2 separate regions of the Sus scrofa genome follow, and region 2 is linked to region 1. Evidence: chromatin contacts called from public Hi-C data. All regions are on one chromosome and are shown on one strand. The core of a region is the stretch at or near the end of the contact, and the rest is flanking DNA. Distances in the headings are between cores, read along the strand shown. Region 1 holds the start of ZFAND2B (AN1-type zinc finger protein 2B). Region 2 overlaps PTPRN (receptor-type tyrosine-protein phosphatase-like N).

Region 1 (7,905 bases), core at 4,000-6,499:
CCTCAAATTATCTGTTCTCCTTCACTGCCATAATAATTGAAATTTTATCTGGGCACATGGCCACCCAAATAAAGACCACATTTCCCAGCTTTGCTGGAGCTAGATATGATCATGTGACTAAGTGCTGGGCTGTACAATGTGCACAGAAGTGATATATGCAAATTCGGGGTCATACCCTTAAGTGGGTGTGGGTGTGGGTGGGGCAGCGGGGTGGGGCAGCGGCATGGGGAATGCTGTCTTTTCCTCCTTCCTCATTCTGATGCCTAGAACAAGGATGCGTTTGGCACCACACAGACCAAGCCACCCCCTTAGGGGTGGTGAAGCAATAAAACGGGAGGTGCCCAAGTCCCCAACAGGGACTGTCGTACAAGGCCTGGATTATTACATAAGCAAGAACTTAAACTTCTTTCTTGTTTATGCCACTGTTTTTGAGGCCCTGTTATGGCAGCTTACCCTATATCCTGCCCAATACCCTCTCCTTAGACATTGTTACTAGAACATGGCACAAGTTTGAAGGGCCAAGGTACGTAGATGTTTAACGCATCTGATTTTAAGGTGTGTGGACTTTAAAACATACGCTCAGACAATGTTTGTCTTTATAGCTAAGCTCCAAAACCCAGCGGGCTGAGGATCAAATAAAAACAACTCCTGCCTGTGTCCTGTGCTGCTTAGACTAGATTAAACCATATGAAACCGCAGTTGTTATAAGTTAAAAAATAGTTAACTATTAGCAACGTCTTATGATTAAATCTAACAGAACTGATGTTGGGTTTCACAGATATGCAGACTTGGAACTCACAAATAGCAAGCTCTTCAACACTTTCTTTCTTCCTTTCTTCCTTTCTTTCTTTCCTTCCTTCCTTCCCTCCCTCCCTCCCACCTTTCTTTCTTTCTTTCTTTCTTTCTTTCTTTCTTTCTTTCTTTCTTTCTTTCTTTCTTTCTTTTTCTTTCTTTCTTTCTTTCTTTCTTTCTTTCTTTCTTTCTTTCTCTTTCTTTCTTTCTTTCTTAATTTCTTTCCTTCCTTCCCTTCTTCTTTCCTTCTTTCTTTCTTTTGTTCTTTCAAGGCCTCACCCATGGTATGTGGAGGTTCCCAGGCTAGGGGTCGAATCAGAGCTATAGCCACTGGTCTACACCACAGCCACAGCAAAGCTGGACCTTTAACCCACTCCACTGAGTAAGGCCAGGGATCTAACCTGCATTCTCATGGATGCTAGTCAGATTCCTTAGCCGCTCAGCCATGACAGGAACTCCAACACTTGTCCTTTCTAAAGCGCCCAGGCCAAGCTGAATCCCCATGGCTGAGGCCCCTTAGGTGTCCACCTGGCACAAGAGTCTCCTGCAAGTCAACTGCCTGATTTCAGGGTGTGACAAGAGAGTCTGACAAAGAATCTAATGGGGTGACTTATCACTATCTTAAAAGGGACAAAATGAAACTAATGAAATAATGGCAGTTAGCCGTCATTTTGTTGGGGGTTGTGGACTTTGGGAGGAGACAAAAAGTAATGATATGACTGAAACCCATGTGTGGAAACTATAAGATTCATCTTTTTGTGAGGCTGACTCTGTCTTGTTGGTCAGAGTATTACAAGTAACAATCCTTCCTATCCTCAGTCAGAGCACCAGTATGGTCGTATGGCTTATATGTTACAGGTCCAGTGGTTCTATGAACACTGATTCTTTTGGCCTCAATTCGCATTCCCAGGAAAGAATCTGATTGGCCAGACATATCAAATGCTCTTGGTGCCCTGTGCCACATCTGCTTGGCACATCCGGACTTCAGTTGTCAATGTGGACAGAAAATTCCTATGAGCCCTGATACCTTCCCCCCTCCAAGCCTAGCCAGCATCAGTATTTCTGCCTCAAGGCTTTTCCCAAAGCCTCCATAGCTCAGTCAGCTTGCACGCAGGTGCAGGTTGGCTGTGCAAGGTGGACATGAAGGAGTTATCACCCCCAGCAGCCACCCCCAATTTAGGAAAGACAAGAATCACCCTAGTTTCCTTTTGAAGGACAATTTGGAGGGATATTTGTATATATTTCCTCCTAGAGTTTCCCGTGGAATTGGGCTCCTATTATCACAGAAGCAATCAGTTCAATAACAGTTTTTATCAGTTTTCCTTCATTCCCTGTCTCCCTTCTTTGGACTTTCTTGCTCTGGCTGGGATCACCTCTTACATGAATTATCTGCACTCAGGTCATTGTCTCAGGTTGCGGGGGGAACACAGCTTAGGTACCCAATAGAAGTCAGAAGACCACTCCTGGACCAATCATTTTTGGCAGCGGCAGAGACATGGCTGCCCAGGCCCCAGGGTGTGAGAATGGGTTCAGGGAAGCAGCTGCCAGAGTTTCCCTAAAGGTTTGGCCAAAGGTGTTCCAAACACGAATCTAATAGAGCCCGGTCAAGGTGTTTCCCATAGCTAAGGTCAGCATTTTTTCTTTAACAAATTGTTCTGAGTATTTTATGGCTGTTCTCATTTTTATCCTTTCAGCGCTATATTGGAAAGTTATATATCTATATAGTCTTTCTAGGGCCACACCAGTGGCATATGTTAAGTTCCCAGGCTAGGGGTTGAATCAGAACTGTAGCTGCCAGCCTGTGCCACAGCCACATCAGGCTGGACTAATCAGAACATCACACACTCTGGCCCCTGGGCCATAGGTCAGAGCTTCGCAGATGACCCAAATCAAGGCAATTGGGCACGGTGCCCCTGGCCTTAGAACTGTAAGGGCGGAAATACGCAGCAGACACAGACGGAAACAGAGCCAAAAGTTGGAGGCAGAGAAGAAGAGAAGAAGGCTGTCTCCTCATTTCCAATTGCAGCCTGGTTGTCCTCCATTTGGGAGAACACTGGTCAACTCTATTTCACCTGTTTACTGTCCCCATGCCCAAACTTGCAGGAGGGTAAGATTGCTACCAAGCCTATCCATGAGAGACCAAGAGGCGTGTGAGTCTGTGTGGAAGTGGAAGGTCTCAACCTGGGCTTCCCTAAGGTAAAGCAGAACATCAATTCGGTGACTCCTTAGTATCATTCAATAAATAGTGAACAGGAGTTCCCGTCGTGGCTCAGTGGTTCACGAATCCGACTAGGAACCATGAGTGGCGGGTTCGCTCCCTGGCCTTGCTCAGTGGGTTGAGGATCCGGCGTTGCTGTGAGCTGTGGTGTAGGTTGCAGATGCGGCTCGGATCCCGAGTTGCTGTGGCTCTGGAGTAGGCCAGTGGCTACAGCTCCCATTTGACCCCTAGCCTGGGAACCTCCGTATGCCGCGGGAGTGACCATAGAAATGGCGAAAAGACCAAAAAATGAAAAAAAATAAAAAATTTAAAAAAAGCTTCAAGAAATAGTGAACAAGCATTCAGAATATTCTAGGCATCTTTTCTAAAGTGTATGGAGTTCCAGTCATGGCTCAATGGTAACAAACCCTACTAGTATCCATGATGTGGGTTCAATCCCTGGCCTCTCTCAGGGGGTTAAGGATCCCACGTTGCCGTGAGCTGTGGTGTAGGTCGCAGACGCAGCTTGGATCTGGTGTTGCTGTGGCTGTGATGTAGGCGGGTAGCTACAGCTCCAATTAGACCCCTAGCCTGAGAACTTCCATATGCTGTGAGTGGGGCCCTAAAAAGGCAAAAAAAAAAGTGTAGTACACGGACAATCTTTGTCACAATTCTCTCTTATGCTTCCTATTGAGAAGGCCGTGGGGCTCAGGAATCTGCTTTTTTAAAAAAAATTATAAAAATAACTTAATTATTGAAGTAGAGTTGATTTACAGTATCGTGTTAGTTTCAGATTAAAGCATTTGATCAGTTATACATATACGTACACATATGTGTATATATATAAAATTCTTCAGATTCTCTTCCCTTGTAAATTATTACAAAATACTGAGTGCTGTTCCCTGCTATACAGTAGGTCCTTTTTGGTTATCTTTTTTTTTTTTTTTTTTTGTCTTTTTGCCATTTCTTGGGCCACTCCCACGGCATATGGAGGTTCCCAGGCTAGGGGGTCCAATTGGAGCTACAGCTGTGGGCCTACACCACAGCCACAGCCACGATAGATCCGAGCAGTGGCTTCGACTTACATCACAGCTCACGGCAATGCCAGATCCTTAATCCACTAAGCGAGGCCAGGGATGGAACCTGAAACCTCATGGTTCCTAGTCAGATTCGTTTCTGCTGTGCCACGATGGGAACTCCTACTTTTTAATTTTATTGTGACCACACATGGCATGGAGAAGTTCCCAATCGGGGACAGAACCCAGACCACAGCAGTGACCCGAGCCACAGGAGTGACAAGGCTGGGTTCCACTGAGCCACCAGGGAACTCAGATAAATTGGTATTTTAAACTAGTTCTGTAGGTGACTCAGATTTACGTTGATGTCTGAAAACCACACAGTTCCAGGGACTGTGCTGGGTGCTGGGGTCTAACACAATGCAAGGTACTTGGTCCCTAACTTCCCAGTATATTTATTGAGGTGGTGGGGAAGTGAGGGAACAGCTGATCACAGTAAGGTGGTAGGGTGGTGCTAGAACAGAACCAGGGAGACCACAAAAGAGATGAGCTTAGCTCAAACTGGGGAGAATCATAGAAATCGTACAGGAAAGGCATGGAAACTAAACCTGGAGGGAGTTCCCATTGTGTCTCAGTGGGTTAAGAGCCCCACTAGTATCCATAAGGATGCAGGTTGGATCCCTAGCCTTGCTCAGTGGGTTAAGGATCCGGGTTGCCCCAAGCTGTGTGGTAGGTCTCAAATTCGGACCTGGCGTTGCTCTTGGCATAAGCCGGCAGCTGCAGCTCCCATTTGACCCCCTGGACTGGGAACTTCCATAACCCACAGGTGCGCCTTCTCCCACCCCCCAAAAAAGAAAGGAAGAAACTAAACCTGGAGGAGCTACAGCTCTGGAAAGAAAATCTGTACTTCAGAGAAACAGGAAGTCGTCAGCTCGAGTTGAATAAGTACAGCAGTGGCCCTGAACCAAATGGCTATGGGGAAGGTGTAAACAGCAGGTGAAGGACCCAATCGTGAAAGACCCAACCGTGAAAGACCCCAAACTACCCCAGCCCTCCAGAATGTCAAGCGTCCTAGCCTTCGCCGGCCCCTTCTCCCCTAGTGGAGCCAGACCCGCGCCCTGGGTCGCCAACTCATGCCGGGCCACCCACTAGAACGTCCAAGACCAACTATCCAGCTCCCTGCCCGGGGGAGGGAGCCCAGTGGGGCGGGGATCTGCTCTACGGGACGCTCCCCCGCCCCCCGGGAGGCTGAGCTGGTCGTGCCCGCCCTGCGCGATGACGTCAGCACGCCCGCTCGCGCCAGGGGAGGAGTGGGAGCTGCGGCCCGGGAGGTGCTGAGGCTCCGGTAACCCGGGCTGGGCGGGGGAGAGGAAGGGGCGGGACAGGGAGCCCCCCACCTAAGAGTGGGGCTCGCGGTTCGGACCCGGAAGGGGAGCCCGAGAGTTGCTCAGCCTCTCTCTCCTTTCCACCCGAGCAGCCCCGCCCGGCCCGGCGATGGAGTTTCCGGACCTGGGGGCTCACTGTTCGGAGCCGAGCTGTCAGCGCTTGGGTGAGGGGGTGAGGGGCGGAGCCTGCGGGGGGCGGGGCGGGCAGAGGGGCTAGAAACTGCGGAAAGGGTGAGCTCCAGGGCCAGAAGTGCCAGAGGGCGTGGCTCGGAGTTGGGGGCGTGGCTAAGGAGGCTGTGGACTGGGTTGCAGTGCGTTGCCAAGTACCGTAGCGTTTTCCCTCCCCGGGTGGAAGGCTTGAGTGAGCGGGAACGACATCGAGGTCCCGCTGGACCTGCAACCCGACCCACTTCCTGCAGATTTTCTGCCGCTTAAGTGTGACGCCTGCTCGGGCATTTTCTGCGCAGACCATGTGGCCTATGCCCAGCATCACTGTGCATCCGCTTACCAAAAGGTGAGGGGGCGGTCTGAGGGAGAGGGGCGGTCTGAGAGTGAAAGGGGGTGGGGGGGTTGAGGATGCCTACAGAATCTCCTTAATCCCTCTGCCTTCCATTTCCTCTCCTTTCTGAGGCTCAGTGCGGGGAACGTCGTATTTCCTTTTGTATTGATGGGGGGCATATCCAGGTTCTTTCAGGACTGGGGATTTGGCTGCACTGGTAGTAAGCCACAGACTGACTCTTTCTCCCTAACTCTAGGACATCCAGGTACCTGTATGCCCACTTTGTAACGTGCCTGTACCTGTGGCCAGAGGAGAGCCCCCTGACCGTGCTGTTGGGGAGCACATTGACCGAGACTGTCGCTCTGATCCAGCTCAGCAAAAACGTAAGGTAAGTGTTGGAGGGTCAGCTGGGCCTACAGATGCCTAGAAACTTGAACGACTCTTAGGATGGGGTTGAAGGAGGATCAGAGTCTCAGCATAGACAATCCTTCCTACCCACCTCAGATCTTCACCAATAGATGTGAACGCTCTGGCTGCCGGCAGCGGGAAATGATGAAACTGACCTGTGAACGCTGTGGCCGAAACTTTTGCATCAAGCACCGTCACCCACTGGACCATGATTGCTCTGGGGAGGGGCACGGGCACCCAACTAGTAGGGCAGGGTAATCGCAACTGAGTCTTCTCTGCCTGCCTTTGGTCTGGGAACATCCTCTCCTTTTGGAACTGACTCAGCCTCTGTCATTATAGTTGGGACGCTTCACCCTGTCCCTTTTGGCTAGGGGAGTCCTTTATTTCCTTTTCAAGTGCATGCTTTCCTGACCTTTCGGCGGAGCTCCCCTCCTGACTTCTGGGTCAGGCCTTGGAGGAGCATGCAAGCTGGCTGTGCCTGGAGGCATGCCAAGAGTGTCTCTTCCCTGCAGACTTGCTGCCATCTCCAGAGCACAAAGCCTAGCTGCTTCTGCAAAGACCATCCCCAGCCCAAACCAGACCTTGCCTTCATCTACCTCTGCCAGCAGGTAAGCCTACCTCTTTCCCCTTCCCCCTTCCTCCCTTCACAGCTCTGACCTCAGCCTCTTGAATGTTTGCCGTAGAGCCACAACCCAGTCTCCATCCCGGACCACCCCTCCAGTGATCGCTTTGCAGAATGGCTTGGTGAGTCGGGCAGAGGTTAGGTGGACCGAAGCAAGTCCAGAGTAAAGTCGGAGGCAACTGGTCTTATTTTTCTGTTTGCAGAGTGAGGATGAGGCTCTGCAGCGAGCCCTGGAGCTCTCCCTGGCAGAGACCAAACCCCAGGTCCCAAGGTACCTGCTCTCAGGTGAAAAGGGGGCGGGATGTGGGTAAGGGCTCCATTTGGAGGTAGGTAGGTGGGCCCACTCTCAGCTGATGCAGAATAATAGGAACTTGGACTCAGAATGAAGCTTTTGAACTGTATGGCCTTTGACAAGTTCTTTAACCCATTAGGGTCTTAATTTCCCCTATAAAATGGGGACAGTATTCCTCCTTACCTTGTAGGGTTGCTCTGAAAATTGATAGAAAACTCAGAAGTGCTCCCAACAGTGATGCTGTTTTAGATACTGTCTAAAGATACATTAGATACATTTTAGATACTGTCATCCAGCTGAAGCTGTTCCTCCCTCCCAGTTCTCAGGAGGAAGAAGATTTAGCTTTAGCACAAGCACTATCAGCCAGCGAGGCAGAATACCGACAGCAGCAGGTATGAGGAGGGGGTGGAGACACGGCCTGTGCTGGGAGGAAGTCAGGAGTTTATGGGGCTGGGGAGGGGGGGGGAGGGTGTTCTCCCAAGGGGTAGTGTTTGGAAGGATGGTTATCCTTTGGTTTTCACTATGACTCCAGCCCATGCTGAGCTCTGCACTGAGGACTGTCCACCCTCATTTTCCTGACGCCGCTCCCTGTCTTCCTCTCCTTTCCCTCCTCTTGCTCCAGGCTCAAAGCCGCAGCTTGAAGCCGTCCAACTGCACCCTGTGCTAGGGCCTTGGGCTTGGGGAGGGAGGCTCA
Region 2 (7,905 bases), core at 3,684-6,183, 95 kb after region 1:
CGTGGTTCCACTGAGTGCCCAAGAATCCAGAGATCCTTCTGGACTCCCTTTGATAGTAGTATCTGTCCCTTTCCTGAGTGTCCCCCCACCCACCAGCCCCTGGCTCTCCCGGCAGGCTTCAGGGTGGTGGTCCCTGGGCCCACACGTCCTCATGTCCTGTCCATGCAGCGGCCACACCTGCCAATGATCACTTTTGTGACTATGCAACTGGAGTGAGAATACTAGCTGCAGATCACAAAAATGACGCTGGCAGCTGTGAGAGAGAGAGAGGAGGGAGGGGACAGAGAGGGGAGACAGGCAGAGGGAGGGGGAGACAGAGAGACAGGCATACATAGGCAGAGGTGGGAGAGAGGTGAAGAGACGGAGCGGGAGAAGGGACAGAGAGAGGCACAGAGAGAAGGACATGAGGTTGGAGGGTAAGAGGGAGACAGACTGTGAGACAGTGATGGAGAAAGACGTGCTGGAGAGGGAGGGTGGGGGAGAGAGAAGAGGGAAGGAAAGGAGGGAAAGAGAAGCAGAGGGAGAGATGGAAAGAGGCAAAGAGTCACAGAGGGATAAAGAAGCGGGACGGCGGGTGGAGCGAGGGACCGCAAGGGGGCAGCAGACACAGGGATCAGTGTTGGACACCTGGAAGGCAGGCTGGTCAGGAGGAAACAGGAGGGGCCAAGGGGACCGAGAGAAGGAGAGAGTTAGAAATAAGGTGAGCCCTTCTTGTGGGGAAGGGTCTTATGGAGAAAGAAGGCGGAGTTCCCGTCCTGGCGCAGCGGAAACGTATCCGACTAGGAACCATGAGGTTGCGGGTTCGATCCCTGGCCTTGCTCAGTGGGTTAAGGATCTGGTGTTGCCGTGAGCTGTGGTGTAGGTCGCAGATGCGGCTCGGATCTGGCGTTGCTGTGGCTGTGGTGTAGGCCGGCGGCTACAGCTGCGATTAGACCCCTAGCCTGAGAACATCCATATGCTGCAGGTGCTGCCCCAGAAAAGACAAAAAAAAAAAAAAAAAAAAAAAAAAAAAAAGGGGGGGGGAAGAGGGCAAGAGAGGGAGGAGACAGAGAGCTGGATCACAGCGGTGGTGGAGAAATGGGCACAGCGAGACAATCCGTCAGTCTTGGTTTGGGTGGGAGGTGTGGGGGGTCTGGAAGGGAGCTCCAGGAAGTCAGAGTCAGTTCTGGTTTGAGGGTGTCTAGAAGGGGGCGTTGGTGGACCAGATGCCAAGGCTTCAGGTCAGACTAAAGGGCCTGACTAACATACCTGGGGCCCGTGGAGGAGCTGAGGGGCTGGGAGATCGTGGGACTCCCGACACCTCCAAGCCTGTGAGCCTCTCTTCCCGCTCTTCGGAGCCTCCCTTGGGGCCACCCCACCGCCCAGGCGCTGGGGATGCTCACCTGCGGAAGTCCAGCAAGGGCCGGGTGGAGGCCGGGGTGCCCTCTGCCGGCCAGCTGAGGAAGTGGAACTGCGTGAGCGTGCGCGTCTCCTGGGTCTGCACGTTCTTCAGGTAGAAGCTCCGCACCAGGAAGTCTTCGCACCAGATGTGCTCCGACACTAGGTTCACCTGCCGAGGAGGGGGAGCAGGTCTGAGCGGGCAGGGCCTCTCAAATCCTCCCACATCCTCCCGGCCTCCCAGGCCAGTCAAATTCTACATCCTCCAGGAAGCTTACCTGACCTCCTGCCCCAATAGTCCCAGCTGTCCCCCCCAAACCCTAGCTGTCTGTGTCACTGGGCTACTGCTCAGGACAACTGGGAGCTTTTCTATCTAGACACAACTATTGTGAGCTTTTTGATATCAGAGTTTCTCCTTCCTCTTCCGAACAGAATCTAGCTAAATGTCTGTGCTACACACACGATACGTTTTGATAAAATTCTGTACTTTTGATTTTCTTTCTTTAACCATAAATGAGACTAATTTTTAAAAAATTAAAAGAGCAGGCGTTCCCGTCATGGTGCAGAGGAAACGGATCCGACTAGGAACCATGAGGTTGCGGGTTCGATCCCTGGCCTTGCTCAGTGGGTTAAGGATCTGGCATTGCCGTGAGCTGTGGTGTAAGTCACAGATGCAGCTCAGATGCAGTGGTGCTGTGGGTGTAGTGTAGGTCAGCAGCTGTAGCTCCGATTTGACCCCTAGCCTGGGAACCTCCACGTGCTGCAGGTGTGGCCCTAAAACAAACAAAGTAGTCATGAAATGAATGTCTGTGTGTACACGTGGGTTTATGTACAGGCATATTCACATGTGTGAATGGTGTACCATCCGCTCTCCCCTCTCCCATTGACTCCTTGTCTCGCTGACCTCATACACATGGTAGAGGGAAGAGCCTTCATCTGGCCAGTAGCGGTCGCACTGCTTGACGCCATCCTCCACCAGCGGGGTCAGCATGACAATGACGGTGCAGCCACTCTCCCACACCATCTAGGGACAGAGACCCAGGTAAGCTCCATTCTAACCTCCTTGGCTGCCCATAAGGGCCCCTGATCCTGGGAGAAGCCCTCCCTCCAACAGCTCACCTGCCAGAAGTCTGCGATGGTGTGCGACAGCGGGCCCTGGGTGGCTATGTAGGCTGGCATCCGAGGGTCATGCTCAATCTGGGGGCAGGAAAGATACATCCTGAGCCAGAATGGGAATTGCCACTGTGGAGAGACTTGGTCAGAGGGAGCAGGCCGGGGGTCTGGGGGGTGCCTGAGAACCCCAGTTTCCATGCTAGGATATCAGGCCCACAATTCCAGGGCCTCGGGTGGGGTGGTGGTGACCCTTAAGGACATGGAGTCTATGGGGCCCGGATGAAAGCGGGGAGGAGGTGGGGGCTGGAGCCAGGCCACTCACAATGGGGCTGGCGTTGATGTAATCGCTCCGAGAAGGGCTGCTCTCCACCTTCAGCTTGATGCGAGCGTGGTCATCTGCACAGACCCCGCATCCCACCCCAGAGGCCCCTCCAGTCATTGGGGTCCTGGCACCTCTGCCGCTCAGCCTGAGCCAGGAGCCCAGTCCCTCCCCCAAGCCCATCAGAGCTCCCAGCAGACAGAGAGCTGGGCTGGGTGGGCCAGCAGAACTCACTCACAGGGCAGGAAGTCAGGGTGGCGGTTCTTTTTGATGTTGCCCTCCCCCTGGGCGGTGGCACAGCTGTTGGGCTCCGCTTGGTAGGCACACAGGGCCTGCCACTCTTTGGCCAAGCGGTCCCGGTTCCGCAGATGGTCCTCCATGTATGCCTGCAGGAACACCACAGCCTGGCGCTGGCCCCCCCCGACCTGCCATGTCCCTCCTGCCCTCCTGTCCCCTCACCCCACGCCCACACCCTCTCCTGACCAGAATCATGTGTCCCGTGGAGATGTCCATGTTGGCCTGGGCGGGCTCCTCGCACCAGGACGGTGTGCTGCTGTGGGAGCTGGGGCTGGCCTGGGCCGCGTCGCTGAACTGCGAGGACACGCTGCTCACCCGAGAAGGCTCCGGTGGACCCTCTGCCCGGTTGAACAGGGACTTTGAGGCCATGTGCTGGCGGCACAGGTCCTGCAGAAGAAGGATCGGGCACGGCCCAAGGTCCCCTGAAGCCTTTTCAACAGAGTCCTGAGCTCAGTTCAACAGAGTCCCTGGACTTGTCCTTGATTGATTTTTTTTTTTTTTTTGCTTTTTAGGGCCACACCCACGGCATAAGGAAGTTCCCAGGCTAGTGGCCGAATCAGAGCTGCAGCTGCCAGCCTATATCACCACCACAGCAACCCCAGATGCAAGCCACATCTGTGACCTGTGCCGCAGCACACGGCAATGCTGGATCCTTAACCCACTGAGCGAGGCCAGGGACTGAACCCGAATCCTCGTGGATGCTAGTTGGGTTTGTTACTGCTGACCATAGCAGGAACTCCATCCTTGATTGATTCTGAATGGACCCATCTCCTCCAGGGTAGGGTCTTCTGCCCTGGCTCTCATCCTTTTCAGGGCTATACTGCTTGGGTGGTGCCTATGGCAACCTCAGGTATTACAGAGCAGAATCCTAGAACCCCAGAATTGTAGCCTGGGAGAGAATTTCAGGAACCATCTGGTCCCAATTTCCATTCATTCCAAATCACCCCCACAAGACCCCCAGAGGGGCTTCTCCAGCCTCTGCCTGGACATTCCCAGGGATGGGCGCTCATTCCCACCCAATTCCCCACCCTTATCCCATGTGAGACCACTCTCCCAAGCCTTTCCACTCACTCTCATCAACAAGCTCTTAGGGATGCACACCTGGTACTCGAAGGTAGTGTCACCATGGGCGCCCTCAGGTCCCAGGGCGGCCAGGCGCTCCTTGTCCCGCTGCCGGGCATGCTGCCGCACACAGAGAGCCACTGCCAGGGCCACGAGCAGCCCGGCCACACCCGCCAGGGCCACCAGAGTGAGCAGCACGGAGCGCATGGGAGAGGGGCTGTGGACCGGTCGGGGAAGGACGGCGGCCGCCTCCTCCCTCTGTGGGAACAAGGTTATAGAATCAAGAGGGGCAGTGGCAGTGGTGGCGGTGGGAGGCATGGATTTAGCAGCAGCTTCTCACTCCTGTCCCTCGCCATACTCCCTGCGAGGGTATCTCCTGGGGCAGAGCTGGGAGGCAGGGGCAAGGTGGTACGGGCAGAAGGACTCAGATAGACCCGAGACCCTCATTCTCAATCCTCACTGGACCAAGTCAAGCACACTGCATTTCCAGAGACTTAGCAGGTGACCCTACCTAGGAGTTTGCATTTAAAAATGGATATCGAAAAATATAGCGAGATCCAAGGGGTCAAAGAGTAGAATGTGAGGCATCAGGGTTGGATGCCGAATAGAAACATATTTTGAGTTTAATGTCCTTTCTGTGTAAGGTTTCCCCTTCAAATTTAGAAACTTTGCTCCAGAAGATCTATGGACAGCTCAGGATAGGTCTTCCAGGCATGCTACCTTCCTACAGAAGGCTGGACCTACAGGGAGCAGGAGCCGCTGAGGTCATCTGCTGGTCATGTGGAGAACTGCATGGGGAGGGCTGCTTTGGCAAAGTGGTGGACCAGCCAGATATATTTCAGCTCCTGCTCGCCTGTCAAGTTTGCCTTCATCTCTAGTGGGGCTTTGAATGACTCTCCAGTGAGCTCATACCTGTCCCACTCCTGTCTGCAAGATCTGGAGCCCCGTCTGTGCTTCCAGTTCAGATTTCACCAGTCCTGCAGGGAGGCCGAAGGTCAGACTCTCTCCAGCCCCGTGTGGTCTCCACCCCATGTCATGCTCTGCCAGGGAGCAGGCAGGACCCATGTGGGCTGGGACTATTTCAATGGGCGCATCAGCCACAGGCCTGGGTATATTCTATTAGGGCTGGGCCAGGAAGTATTTACCAGCTTGCTGGGTCACATCAGCCAAAGACAGGTTCTGTTCATTGTGCCGGATACGGAAGGTAAGGGCTGGTCCCACGACACTGCCGAAGAGGAGGTATGTTACCGCCTCACCAGCCACAGACCCCAGATTCAAAGTGAGAGGTCCACTCTGGCCCTCTCCCCATTAGAAGATGGGGCTAAAACCAATCAGAGGTGCCATACAGGGGTGTTTGAGGCTGGGGAGATACCAGATTGGGTCAGCAGCAGGACTAAATGTGGTTGTACCTTCAGTGCAGCTGCAAATATCTTTGACCCGACCTTGGCCCTTTACCCAGAGCTTGTCCTACCCTCCTTCTCTGAGACCCTCCAGCCACCTCCCCCATCAAGCTACCTGCAAGATCCCTGCTGCCCAGCCAGGTACCAGCCCCACCTGATGTTGATGAAGCTGCCTGAGGACATGTGCACGTGCTCAGCCAGGATCTCCAGCAGCTTCACTCCTGCTGCCAGACTCAGGGGCCTGGAGGTGGGGAGGAGGAAGACAGACGCCAGTGGGGACTCTCTTGGCCACCCCCCACCCACCCCCACCCCCCGTCTACTTCACATCTGCACTTCTGCTCTCTGCTTCCTGCCAGGCAGGCCACCCTGACCCTCCAGGGGACTGGGAGGCTGCCCCAGGCCAGAGCCCTTACTTCTGGTCGGTAACAATGTAGCCATATTCCTCTGATGATGGCCGAGCTGAGGGCTGCCCTGCTGCCGTGGGCTGGCTCTGGCCCAGTGAACTTTTCTTCTCCAGCAGGATGGGTGTGGCAGGGGGGCTGGCCGTTTGGGAGGCTCAGAGGATCCAGAGCTCAGGTCCTGCTGGGCTTTATTGGAGGTGGGACCAGCAGTGGGGGATCCAGGCAGGGAGGGTGTGACAGGTGGAGGCTCGGCTGTGTCTATGCTCTGCACCTGCTCCTCCATTGTCTGCTAAGGAATGAGGCGAGAGGTATGGTCTCTGGACAGTGGAGGCGCTGGGGGCAGGGGGTCCACACCCCGGACCCTGAGCTCCCACAGGGGCACTTAGGACTTGTTTCTCTTTCTATCCCCACGTCCAGGTTAGCACTGGGTACAGAAAGGCATCCAGGAAAAGGAGCCAAGTGGATGAATGAATGAATGGATGGGTGAATGAATAAAGGACTGAATGAGGGATTAGTCATGATCAGTAATAATTCAAAGGATGGGGCTGGAGTGGGGAGGAGAAGGTCTGGAGTGAGGAAAGCTGGGGTTAGGGGAGAAGATGAACAGGCAGGTAATGGTTTTTTGATGTTTGTTTAGCCACAAAATCTTAGAAGTCCAACATGTGAAAGAGATAGTCTGCCTCAAGCTGCACGGGGGTCAGGAGCCTGCCTGCTCAAGTCTCCCCCTATCCCTAGGGACCCTCAGAGTGTGGTCCAAAATGACTGCAATGGAAAACGCAGTGAATCAAGAATTCTGGCTTCTGGTCCCAGCTGTCTTCCACTTGACGTGAGACCTTAGACAATGACTTGCAGCCTCTGGGCCTTGGTCCCCCTAAAATCAGGGTTTGGAGGATACAGATTCTGGGTGCTAATCCTAAGGTTTAGATTTCGGCCAAGGGGCTTTGCTGCCATGGGGCACTTGGGGGTCAGGGAAGTGCCGCAAACTCACTTTCTTGACGTCAGCTCCGATGTTTACAACCCCTCCTGCAGAGACAGGAAAAACAAGAATCTGGGCAAAGCGCCAAGGCCAAGGTCCACACAGCGCAGGTGGGAGAAAGGGCCAGAGGCCCTGAGCCTGTTGCATCTGCTGTGGCCTCTTTCCCCACAGTGTCATTGGCCTCATCCTAAGAGGATCTGTGCCTCTGCCTTGCAATTCATTGTTTTATCAAATCCACCCTCTGTTTTTTGGCCTCGCCTCTCAAAGCTATTCTTTGTTCGGTCCTCCCTCTACTGGTCTATCATTGGCTTCTCCTTTCCATTGGCCATGCCCCTTCTTAGGTCCTTCTTATCTTCCACCAGCCTTCTCAGTGCCTCCTGATCCCAGTTCACACCCTCCTGTTGACATGTTGGCTTCCTTTTTGTTACTTCCATCCTCCAGGCCATTCCTGGTCTAACTCCTCAGCTCTCCATCCCTCGCCCTTCACCCCCTGCCCTTGGCTGGTAATGACCCCATATCTCAAAAGAACTCCCTCCCTGACCTTGGACCTTCCCCTCTAGGCTGCTTCTTGTGGCCTTGAGAAGTGGGGCAAGAGGCCTCTGTGGGGCTGCAGCTGCTGGTCTCTCTGCCTGGACACTCACCCGGATTTCGTCCTGAGCCCTTGGGCAGCAGCTGCAGCAGGGTCGAGAGGGTGGAGAGCTGCTCAGGCGTCAGCTGACGCAGCTCCACCCCGTAGCCCGCCAGCACTGCTGCCAGTCTCTGCAGAGTTGCGTCTGCTGGGAGACAGACACACATAGAGCTTAGGGCTGGTGTCGAGATGAACTTGGGGATGCATTTGGGGGGTGGGAGGGCACTGGCACATTTAAGAACTTCTTCTTAAACACCAGGACACTGCTGCCCTCCCCTTCCCACCCTTGTCCACGCTTTGGAGGAAAGATCTTCCTGGGGCCAAGACCAAAC

What was found. A called contact is a pair of places that touch in the nucleus more often than the background predicts.
Region 2: a Hi-C map of liver shows a contact between it and region 1, with 2.5 times the contacts expected there. The contact joins the enhancer-like site here to the promoter of ZFAND2B in region 1. A contact is called at or near these places in 2 of 5 promoter capture datasets (fetal skeletal muscle and liver), 4 of 47 Hi-C or Micro-C datasets (fetal liver, heart right ventricle, liver and 1 more) and 2 of 2 datasets of contacts at active chromatin or transcription factors (alveolar macrophages and skeletal muscle).

What each region holds. Positions count from the first base shown.
Region 1 is chr15:121,237,867-121,245,771 of Sscrofa11.1, forward strand. ZFAND2B (AN1-type zinc finger protein 2B) reads left to right here and starts at 5,250. Exons shown (of 10, transcript XM_001927706.4): 1 at 5,250-5,350; 2 at 5,483-5,554; 3 at 5,810-5,904; 4 at 6,146-6,277; 5 at 6,394-6,551; 6 at 6,810-6,905; 7 at 6,981-7,041; 8 at 7,123-7,190; 9 at 7,531-7,603; 10 at 7,834-7,905. The coding sequence starts at 5,500. The coding sequence ends at 7,878.
Region 2 is chr15:121,333,573-121,341,477 of Sscrofa11.1, forward strand. It overlaps PTPRN (receptor-type tyrosine-protein phosphatase-like N), which reads right to left. Exons shown (of 24, transcript XM_003133669.4): 7 at 7,587-7,718; 8 at 6,958-6,992; 9 at 6,117-6,255; 10 at 5,982-6,114; 11 at 5,723-5,809; 12 at 5,314-5,393; 13 at 5,081-5,145; 14 at 4,208-4,426; 15 at 3,293-3,493; 16 at 3,048-3,195; 17 at 2,813-2,886; 18 at 2,497-2,574; 19 at 2,282-2,401; 20 at 1,383-1,549. DNAJB2 (dnaJ homolog subfamily B member 2) reads left to right here. Exons shown (of 11, transcript XM_021074972.1): 11 at 2,298-2,355. The coding sequence ends at 2,340. Among named protein-coding and RNA genes, the nearest start is that of PTPRN, 12 kb to the right of the region's middle. Within about 2 kb of position 4,934, at least 5 of the 83 cell types and tissues checked have an H3K27ac peak or open chromatin away from gene starts, as enhancers often do. A contact at or near this core is called in fetal liver and liver, where this site is marked.